2 separate regions of the Mus musculus genome follow, and region 1 is linked to region 2. The links are chromatin contacts, called in public promoter capture Hi-C maps. All regions are on one chromosome and are shown on one strand. Each heading gives the region's core, a stretch centred on a gene start, on an enhancer-like site or on the middle of the called end of the contact. The rest is flanking DNA. Distances are from core to core; before and after follow the strand shown. Region 1 holds the start of Wdfy4 (WD repeat and FYVE domain containing 4). Region 2 holds the start of Tmem273 (transmembrane protein 273).

Region 1 (5,937 bases), core at 3,099-5,598, 400 kb after region 2:
AATGGAAGCATCCTTAACATGGCACCAGAGAAGAAAGAGACAGAGCGCTGCAACACTGCAGAGATGCTCATCTAGGACAGCACTGCAACACTACAGAGATGCTCATCTAGGACAGCACTGCAGCACTGCAGAGATGCTCATCTAGGACAGCACTGCAGCACTGCAGAGATGCTCATCTAGGACAGCACTGCAGCACTGCAGAGATGCTCATCTAAGACAGCACTGCAACACTACAGAGATGCTCATCTAGGACAGCTGCAGCACTGCAGAGATGCTCATCTAAGACAGCACTGCAGCACTGCAGAGATGCTCATCTAGGACAGCACTACAGCACTGCAGAGATGCTCATCTAGGACAGCACTGCAACACTGCAGAGATGCTCATCTAGGACAGCACTACAGCACTGCAGAGATGCTCATCTAGGACAGCACTGCATCACTGCAGAGATGCTCATCTAGGACAGCACTGCAACACTGCAGAGATGCTCATCTAAGACAGCACTGCAACACTACAGAGATGCTCATCTAGGACAGCTGCAGCACTGCAGAGATGCTCATCTAGGACAGCACTGCAGCACTGCAGAGATGCTCATCTAGGACAGCACTGCAGCACTGCAGAGATGCTCATCTAGGACAGCACTACAGCACTGCAGAGATGCTCATCTAGGACAGCACTGCAGCACTGCAGAGATGCTCATCTAGGACAGCACTGCAGCACTGCAGAGATGCTCATCTAGGACAGCTGCAGCACTGCAGAGATGCTCATCTAAGACAGCACTGCAGAGATGTTCATCTAGGACAGCACTGCAGCACTGCAGAGATGTTCATCTAGGACAGCACTGCAACACTGCAGAGATGCTCATCAGGGACAGCTGCAGCACTGCAGAGATGTTCATCTAGGACAGCACTGCAGCACTGCAGAGATGTTCATCTAAGACAGCACTGCATCACTGCAGAGATGCTCATCTAGGACAGCACTTCAACACTGCAGAGATGCTCATCAGGGACAGCTGCAGCACTGCAGAGATGCTCATCTAGGACAGCACTGCAGAGATGCTCATCTAGGACAGCACTGCAACACCACGTAGAAGTTCATCTAGGATAGTACTGTAACACTTCAGAGATGCTCATCTAGGACAGCACTGTAACACTGCTGAGATGCTCATCTGGAATTTATATATAGAAAAAGACAGCTAAACTGCTATTGCTTCTTAAGACAAGCTCATCTGGAATTTATATAAAGAAAAAGACAGCTAAACTGCTATTGCTTCTTAAGACAATATGATTTCTAATTATATTCTAAACACGTATGCTTACACCCACAAATAAGAGCAGCTCTCACTCCTCATCAAGGAGCTGCTTTTTGCAGCAGATACCGTTACAGAAATCTACCACTGGTCAAAATGCAGAGAATAAGGGACTATGAAGTGCCCCTGTGCCAACTGATACATCTACAATGCAATCCCTAGGCTCAGAAAATCACAAAAGAGAGCGTGGGAAGAGTGTAAGAGCCAGAGGCCCAGGGTGCCTGTGCTGGTCAGTGTCCCCTAGACATGATAAGGAAAACACACACACACACACACACACACACACACACACACACACGAATATCAACAGTAAGGTTGCCTGAACAGAACCAGCATAATGGCAACACCAATAGACATGCCAACACAGACAGGGACAATTACACATGGTTCCAACCCCACAAGAGCTATAGGCTGTCAATGGCTCTGAAAGACAGAGAACAGTTTCTTTTAGGCATGAGCTCTTTCATAGGATGTCACCAATACCAAGTGGTCAGCCCTGGGCACATGTACATATGAGCAGCATCAAATGTACTGAGTTGATTATCTGTGTGTGTGCATTCATATGTACACATGCACACATATATGTGAGAATTATAAACAAAGAAGAGGCCATGGATTTTGGAAAGGGGGAGATGGAATTTGGAGGAAATGTGTGAGTGATATATAGTACTCATATACAAAATCTCAAAAAAGTAAAGTTCAAAAACAATTTTTAAAAAAACATATTTAACCCATACTGAACAGGTGAAAAATAATTTCCAGCTGGATAAAGGACTGAAAAATGAAAGGCTAACGTGCATTTAAAAATATTGCTCCTATCAAATTTGGTAAAAACTGTGGAACAGAAGCAGCCCTGTTGCTGCTGATGGTTCAGTAAAATGATCCGCATGTTGGATCTGAGGCTCCACCCCTGTGGGTTCAGCTATTCGTGTGGGTGGGGGTTATATGTAGGTAATATCCATATACTGTACCAGTTTGTAGATTGGACTTGAACATATGCAGACAAGTGTAAGGGGTGTCTTGGAACCAATCTTCAGAGCACACACTAAAGCTGATGATAAGTTTGCCTGTGACCCAATTCTATTTCCAGGATACACTCTTCAGAGAAATTGTTACATCTATGCTAGGATGATGTAAAAGAAGAACCATAGTATCACCGTTTGTAATAGGACAAAAACAACTAGAAATGTCTCACGTGCCTATCAGCAGGCTCTCAGAAAACTATGTTCATGAAATAAATGCTGCACAGAATTGTATATTAACAAATTAAAAGGGTTTCCAGCAATACAAACAAATTTCAAAAACATAGCTTTGAGGCAATTAAGCAAGTCTTCAATAATGTTTAATTCAGGCTGGAGAGATGGTGCAGAGGGTAAAATTGCTCGCTGGGTAAACATGCTGACCTGAGTCCTGTTTCCTAGCTCCCACATAAAGGCTAGCAGAGCAGCACAGATCTACATCTCTGGATCTGGGAGGCAAAGAGAGGCAGATTCCCTGGGCTTACTGGTCAACCAATCTATCCAAAGGGGCATTCAGAGACCTTGTCTCAAAGATAAAGATGTAGAACAGTAGAGTAAGACATCTGATATCAAAGTCTGTCCTCTCCATATGCATGCACAGGTATGTGTACCTGCATACATATGCACACACTCATGCATACAGTATACTCTGTGTGTGTGTGTGTGTGTGTGTGTGTGTGTGCGCGCGCGCGCGCGCCTAACTTCAGGCTAAGTTCAAAAAAGTATAAAATAAAGCCATATATAGTTTGGGTTACCTTTCCGTTGCTGTGATAAAACACCATGACCAAGACAAGTTACAAAAGAAAGCATTTAATCTGTTGCTTACAGGTTCGGAGGATTAGAATCCATGATGTCAGAGCAAAGGAACAGTGGCAGGAACAGCTGAGAGTCTAAAAATCACATCCAAGAGGCAAAGAGAGAGGCCCTCACTAGAAACAAAGGGAGAGGACTTTTGAAACCTCAAAGCCCGCCCCCAGTAACTCACCCTTTCCAACAAGGCCACACCTCCTAACACTTCCCAAACATTTCCACCAATTAGAGACCAAGTATGAAAATATATGAGCCTAAGGAAAGCACTCCCATTCAAACTACCAGACATGTATTAAACAATTTAGAGATAGTGGAGGAATCAGAAATAAAAACAAGGAAACAATAATCCCAAAGCTGGGACAGAGGGTCATTCAGGCTAAACACCTATACACACAAGATAATAAAATAAGGTTTTTTTAAAATTTAATAAAAAAGAAAACTCTTTTAGGCCCATAGGAGGTCAGACCAGACACCAAGGATGTAAAGACAGGAGAATTTTTCCCACACTTGAGCCCACACCCAACTCTCTGGCTAGTCCCCAGCCCCCAGCACACCCTTCACTGCAAGGTACCACACTGACCTCCAAGCCTTCCTGAAGGCTTTTAAGAGCAATTCTCAGAAACCACAGTGCAGGGCTGGGCTCCTTCAGTGTCCTCTCAGCAGATGTGTGCCCTCCCTGTCCATCCTGCACATTCCTCCAACCCACTTTATGTCACCGCACCGGCATCACAGGCCCCATCTGTAACTTGTCTCTTTACTAGTTCATTGGACGTAAGTGGATAGAAATGGAGACAATTATACTTGAAATATTCCCTAGAAAGACAGTACCCAACGCCCAGTCATCACTTCGGAAAGACTGGGACAAAGGATTAGGTTCTTGAAAGCTGGGTTTTGAAGGAGAAAGGGATCAATCCTCAGTGGCCCAGATGCTGCTGTTAATGAGAAACATTGGAATTCAAAGGCTGCGTGTGATAACGCAGGTGAAGAAATGCCACCTTAAGAGACTTCTACTTACCAGATCCTGGGGCAGGCAAGGGTGGGGCCAGCTAAGGGCAAGACCAGGTCTGCCCAGCTGCCCCGAAGGCCAGGGTGGGTGGTCCACCCTTCACAAGCTACACCAGGGCTATGAGAGGAGCGTCTCAGTCAGTGTCCCGTTCTATACCTTGACAGTGGCACAAGCCAGAGTTAGTTTTCCCCAGCTGTGGCAGACTCCTACCTCTCAGCAGAGTCTAAAGAAGGGACTTAACCCGTGGTCAGAGGGTAAGGAATGATCTAGTGCCTGGTCAGCTCAGCAAAACTCACAAGTGACAAGGGTGCTGAGAGGCACTGACCACAAGGACCTCCTTCACCGCTCACTTCCTGCCAATCGTCCCTCCTCTCTGCCACCCCGCATTCAGACTAAGTACTGATGGTCACACATGTGCTCCACAGTTGGCTTTGCAGGAAGCAGCGGGGCAGTCTACCGCAACAAACAGCCCCCACCTGGCTGATCTCTCTTATCCAAGATCAGAAAGACGTACCTGGAGGGTGGTGGTCAAAGCCTGCGGATGTCACATGGTGTGAGTGCTTCTATCCCCAGCCTCCAATGGCTCAGCTCAGGGGAACAGACCAAGACCTGGCCTCGCATGGCAGCCATCAACAACAGTGTTTCATTATGAATCACTTGTGCTGGGTTTCTCTTCATTTCCTGGAGAAAGCAGAAGTGGGAAGTCAGCAGATGCCTGCCCTTCCCATCCTTCCCTCCAAGGAGCCAATGACAGAGCTGCTTCACCAATGACTGGCAGGACAACATGGGTTTCACAAAAGCTCCCCTGAGACTGTGTGTTTGGTGATCAAGCAGAGCCAGGTGGGACCTAGGAACAGAAGGGAAAGTACAGCCTGGTGCCCATGTCTGAATTCCGCCTCTGCTGCTTACTAGCTGTGTGCCCAGCAGGCTGGGGTCCGTATGGCTCCTCGTCCTAACCCTCAGCCTCCCAGTCCTAATTTCAAATCCCTAGGAACTAAATCTAAATGCCTTCCCTTCTCTAAATGGTAAGGTATGGGAGCAGGTGTGTGGAATACCAATATGGAAGAATGGCTCTTTCTAAGACCCCAGCAGAGTTCTTAATGTCTCCACAGGATGGAGAAGACTAGATTGGAGCAGAAGCTTAGAGAAAATCAGAAACGTCTTTGTAGATAAGCCAGGCACAGGGGGGACTGGGGGAGACAAAGCCAAGGGTTAGGGGTTGCAGGAGTGTGAGGCTCAGAAACACACAAAGGAGAAAGTGGGGTGTTCTCCTGATGAGGTGACTTCATTCGTGCAGGTGATGTTCTGCCCAGATGACCCACAGGACAATGTGGGTCAGTAGGGGAAAGGGCAGGGTCCAGGCACTTATAAGAGCAGAGAGGAATCTCTGATTGGATGTTGCAGCCTTGTGCCTTTACAATATGCACATTCCCATAACTCCAGCTTTTCCTATGGGGAAAGTTTCACACTCGGGCTCAGCAAACAACTCAGGCCCAGTGCAGAAGCCACCCACCAGGGGAGCAGAGAGACTCCTTCCACAGGTGGGCATTGCCATGTGGAAGGGAAACACCCTTAGGTTTTCCATGGTCAAAGTCATGAACATCAAAAATAATGTTACCCAATGAACAGTGGGCAAGAAAAGAAACACAGGGAACAACTTGATGGCGACTTAAGCGAATGCTGTATCAGAAACAACAGAAGTCAGAAGACAATGGAGGCTCAGTTGACTTTCCTCTATCCATGATAGAACACTGGCTGGCTTGATCTTGAGCAACTCTTATGCATGAAGCCACAGC
Region 2 (5,571 bases), core at 2,637-5,136:
TTTTGCTCTCTCTCTCTCTCTCTCTCTCTCTCTCTCTCTCTCTCTCTCTCTCTCTCTCTCTCTCGATAGCGTTCTGCCACATAGCCTTGGCCTACTTTGGTCCTTAGGACCCTCCCACCCTTGTTCCCTGAGTGTTGGAATTTCAAGTGCGTGTTGCCATGCAATCTCTTACCTTTCTTTTTAGTTTGCATCTACACATTTCCTTCTGTTAACTCTGATGCTCTATGAAATCTGCTGTGTAACGTTTTTATGACCATTCAACTCCAGGTGCTTTTAATTCTCACTGTGATTTCATCTTTGACCTCTGTGTCACAAAAAAAGTCTTTAGATTTCCAACTCTGCTGAACTTTAGCTGTCTATTTCTGTCCCTGTCTCTACTCAGTTGTACTGTGCTAAGAAAGATGACCTGTATGCTACACATCCTTTGACATTTAAAGATTTCCCTTGCAGCCTATATATGGCCATTTGGGGCAGTTAGAGGTGAATGTGACTTGGATGCTTCTAATAGCTGTGTGTCCTGTGTTAATCTAATAGCCCACCTCTGTGTCAAATCTTCCCTGTCTTTACTTTTTGCGACTATCTCACGATGCTGGCGGCTTGACCATCCCTCCCATCTTATACTGAAGGTATATGGGGCAGGGCTGGAGGCACATGAGGAGGACTGGAGACTCCATGGAATGACGGAGTTGGAGGTGAAACAGAGGCTTGGTTGGAGGGCAGACCATCACTGTTGCTGAAGCAGGGCCCTCACTGTTGACTGGATGTAAGGTGACCTCTCTAGTACCAGGTATGTTCTATTCTATTTCTATCTGTTGGACCAGACACTGTGCTAACTAGTCCAGCATCTGATTCCTCCATTAAGTAGTCCTAATGCTAAGCTCAAGCTGTATAGGGCACCAGGTAAAGTTGTGACTTGGGCCCTCCCACTCTCCAGCTAGTGCTGTGGGAGCCATCATGGTACCTGTGACATCCGTAGCCACGGGTTATTCATGACAGGCACATAGGGTAGGACACCTGCACATGCTGGGGCATCATGCCACACCAGAGAGGTCTCTGGAGGTGTCAGGCGATCTTTGTAGCCTCTAGCCTAGCAGAGATCTTTGGGCTCTGAGCTCTACTTTATTCTCCAGTCTAGCAGCCAGAAGGCTTCGATTTCCCAGCTCAGGAAGTGATGTCAGGTCAAAAGCAGAAGTTCTGAAGCTTCTACCCTTCCTGGGAAGTATGGACAGGCCATTCTCTGAGAGGAGGTCCCCAGAAGCTATAGAGCAGGGAGTAGGCTGATGACTGTATTAACTTGCCATGTGGAAACACTTGAAAATTGATTGCCAGCATCAGAAAATGGATATTTATATCAGCATAGGGCCACTTAATCCATCTGGGTGCCAGGTCTCCTGAAACTGGAGTTACAGGTGGCTGTAAGCCATCGTGTGGGTGCTGGGAACCAAACTTGGGTCATCCGCATGGGTAATAAATACGTTTCATCACCAAGTGTCTCTCAAACTCGTACAGTTCCTTATAGCACTCTCAGAGCAGGTGAAGAATTCCTCCTACACATCATTAATAAGAAGGACTCCTTTTAGATTAATATGTGTTAAGAGAAACATGTGTGAGTATTTAAATTGTTGAGGGGCTAGGATCTAACCTAGGGCCTTGGGTACATCAGGCAAATGCTCTACTGCTGAGCTTCATGCTCAGCTTTTGTGTGTGTGTGTGTGTGTGTGTGTGTGTGTGTGTGTGTGTGTGTGTGTGTGCTTGCTTTGAGGCAGAGTCTCACCATAGAGCCCAAGATGGCCTGAAACTTTCTAACCTCCATGTAGAACCACATTGAAATATGTATTAAGACTATATAAATATATTAGTATGTGTGAGGTAGAGGGATAGAACATTTTTAAGTCACTAAAATGCTGCAGATTGCATTGCTCAGGATGCATGAGTTCCTTGCTTCTCACACCTAGAAGGAGCAGAGGTAACCATGAGAAACGGTCTAATGAACATCTGGCCACCCCAGTCATCTGGCCACCTCTGTTCAGACAGGTGGGTCTCTGATGCTTGTCAAAGGTTGACAGGAGGGTGGCATACACTGCTGACTGAGTGGTCCAAGCTCAGCTTTCATACCCACCTCTGTGTAGACTGTGGTTTGGTTTCTTCCTCTGTCAGACTCCAGTCAGTATTAATAGTCAAGACAGGAAGCTGTGAGGGTCACGTAAGTGTCACGTCCTCAGAGAGCACTAGGCCCAGGAGGAAGGGCTACCATCGTTGGCTGACACTTAGAGGTTTAACATGAGAGCCCAGTGGGTGGCTCACCCTCTGCCAGCTCAGTTAGAGGCTCCGGACTTGTCACTATGTGGATCGAACATTTAAAAAGTAACATTGCTTATCTACCGTACTTGGAGCCTCACATCAGCTCGATGAGCCGGGAGAGGCAACCCAACGAGAGTTCTGGGAACTTGAGTGGAAAAAAATGACTTTTGCATTCTCTGACCTTGAAGGGAAGCCTAGCACCTCCCTCCCACCAGTGCAGAAGTGAGCGGCACATAAACCGCAGAGATGTTATCACGTGGTGACTGCTATGAGCAGGGGTCATGTGAAAAGAGTTATAAACTCTTCCTAGCCATATAAAGCACACACAATCCAGGTATTTTATTTACATGCTGTAAGCCAAGATTGGGCAGGTTTTGGAGCTATTTAATTTACATCCCAGTCATATGTCCCTTGTTATTTGCTGTTTCTCCTGGCTACGTGTTCATGGTCTTTCTCCTCTTGTGGCTGCTTCCTCCCCCTTCTGTGTCCTTTCTTCTTCTCTCTGTCTTTATCTGAAACTCCTAGCCAGGTAACTGAAAACCCGCCTACCTCTATCTACTGCCCAGTCACAGTATTTTATTGGCCAATTAGCTTGGAGGGCAAGGATACATAGCATCATCTGGTGTATGTGAGGATCTCCACGTTGGGTGGCAACCAGATCTTGGGGGCCAGTATTTAGTATTTGAATACACAGCAGCATGAGACCAACCCCTTATAGGGCTAGGGATTGGCCCCTCATACCGCCACCCTTGCAAACAGCTGAATGAATACCATTAGAAAGTGTGTGCCTGCCCTTTAATCTGTGAACATATCCTGTTGTTTGCTGTGTGGTAAGAAGCAGACATACTTCTTTAGCATGAAGAACCTTCTAAGAACCATTTCAATATCCATCCATGTCTCAGTGCTCCTGACTTATTTTATAAACCTTGTCTACTTGAGTGTGGATGTCTGACACTTACATAGCTGGGTCTGTTTGCACACATCTGCAATCACTGCATGAAAAAGGCCTCAGCAAGAGATCAAGAATTTAAGTCTAACCTGGTCTACACAATAAGCTCTCTCTGGGAAAAACAAAACAAGACAAAAAACAAACAAAAAACAGGCATCAAGGCTGCAGCCCAGAGACAAAGGTCTCACATGCCTTAGGGGCTGGTTGATATTAATAGCATCAGAAAGGTTTCTGAGAAGAGGGTAACAGGCCTCCCCAGATTCCAAAGAACCAATGACTTATCACAGAGTTGTGTTGAGGGAGAGGAGGTGGTTCCAGCCCCAGGCATTAGAGGCTACTCTAAAATCTGGCTTTCTGTACAGACCAGAGCAGGCAGCATTCTCCTTTAAGACCTACCAGCAGGGGTCTTTGGGCAAGAAACCAAAGTGATGCTTCAGTGTTGGAGATCTGGGGAGAGAGCCAGAGGAGGACTTGCGAGCTTTAGCATCCAGTGGTACACCCTCCTGGGCACACATGAACTCTCTCCCACTCGCCACTAGGCAGAGCCCAAATAACAGGAACTTCCTTCACCCCTGCCTGCAAAGGGCCAAGAAGAACCCACAGTCTTTGGCTGTGGCTGTAGCTTCCTTCCTTGTCAGTCACGTGGGGGCTTAGCTCCCATCCCTGGAGCCTGGGGTCAGACAGCTCACTTGCTTCATCTCAAGGAGTCAGGACAGACACCACTATGAGCTCTGGGGTCCCATTACTGAGAGTCCTCCTCTTCCTCTTAGGTAAGTGAAGGCAGATAGTAGAAATGGAGTGGGTGTTACCCTTTGCCAGCCTGGGAGCCCAGTGAGTTTAAACTGTAGATGAGACACCCATGGGCTTCCTTCTGAATTGTGACACATCCCTCGGGCTAGATGGCCTTGCTGACTTGGGTGGGATAGTGGGCAATATCCCCATTTCAGTTTAGATGCTGCTTACAAGCATGCTGGGCTGAGGGAGGAGAGGGCTGAGGGGGGTGCAGAGGAAGAGCTCCAGGCTTGGCTAAAGGACAGTCTGCTTCAACTGTGGCTTCATTCCTCCCAAACCGGAACATGCTTCTGGCACCCTGAGCACCCTGAGTTTCAGCTTCTGACCTAACGAAGTGGAAGATAGTGTTCCCTTCATAGGCTTGTGAGAGAACTGAGTTAAGCTTAATCGATCCAAGTCAAGATAATTGCCTAGAAGAGACAGGCTGGTGGGGCTGCCCCATTCCTGGTGATGACTGTGTGCGGAGTAGAGCGGGCAGAGGAATGGCCAATAGAGTAGACCCAGAAGCATTTTTGTTTGTTTGTTTTAAAGCACTTGTTTTTGGCCAAGCATTGAAAGGTGGAAGGAAGGAGAGAAGCGGGAGTAAGGTGGGCAAGGACTGGGAAGAAATAAAAAGTCAGGCATAGAGAGGAAGAAACGTGGTAAAGTGAGAGGAGCTACAAGATTGCTAGAAGTACGCAGAGACACTGAGAGCAGCGGCTGCGGGGAGGAGGGCTACTTCGCAAAGTGCCCTTGGCGTCAACTGTGCTTCTTCGGAAGGCAGCACTCATATGCTTTAAGATGCCTTTTCCAGAAAACTGAACAAAACCGAAAAGCAAGCAGTCTGCCTCCTAATGGTTTCTTGAGTCTGCAGGTGTGGCCTGAATCCGGTACACAGACAAGATTACCGTAGCAGGTATCCACGAGCGAGCACCCGCACCGCGAAGGGGCAGCACAATAAATACCTGGGTCTTTGGTATTGGCATGTTGCGACAGACCCCTCTCATCCACTCGTGGATGTTGGTTCCTGACAGCGACAATGAGGAGGTCGCAGGGACCAGCAAGCAGTGAATAAGGGTGCGCAGGACAACCAAACTCAGTATCGTTGCCAGGCAAAGGGCCAGAAGCCAACAGAGTCTCTAACCTCACTTTCTTTCTGCTTTGGGCCGACAGAAATACAGGCCGCTCCATCGTGGGGAATCTGGGGTAGGGGTCGAATTTAAAAACGAAGAATAAAGTAAAATGATATAAACAGACAATTCACTGAAAAATTGCAGACAGTAAGCCTTTTAAGATGCTCCGTCTGACAAACCCAAAGAGAAGTAATAGCGTGTGGCATATTTTGGTGCTTCTGAGGTGCAAAGTACTGGCTAAAGTCAGTCCCCACAGTGTCATGGAAAGACATCCTGGTACTGCAATCTCTGGGTGCCCTTTTAAGCTCTGGGGCCCAGTCATTCTGCTCTTAAATGCTTTCACATAAAGGTAGGGCATAGAGAGGACCGCGAGGCAGCTCTAGACTTCCAGCATGTTACTTTTTGTTCTGTTTTTTG

The links. Promoter capture Hi-C pulls out the DNA fragments that hold promoters and counts their contacts.
Region 1: a promoter capture Hi-C map of the HPC-7 cell line shows a contact between it and region 2. The contact joins the promoter of Wdfy4 here to the promoter of Tmem273 in region 2. A contact is called at or near these places in 14 of 39 promoter capture datasets (the 3T3-L1 cell line, 3T3-L1-derived adipocytes, the HPC-7 cell line and 7 more), 3 of 484 Hi-C or Micro-C datasets (LSK cells, embryonic stem cells and nephron progenitors) and 1 of 9 other capture datasets (adipose tissue).

The regions. Positions count from the first base shown.
Region 1 is chr14:33,180,718-33,186,654 of GRCm38.p6, forward strand. Wdfy4 (WD repeat and FYVE domain containing 4) reads right to left here and starts at 4,349. Exons shown (of 59, transcript NM_001146022.2): 1 at 4,151-4,349.
Region 2 is chr14:32,782,077-32,787,647 of GRCm38.p6, forward strand. Tmem273 (transmembrane protein 273) reads left to right here and starts at 3,887. Exons shown (of 5, transcript NM_001163616.1): 1 at 3,887-4,020. The coding sequence starts at 3,975.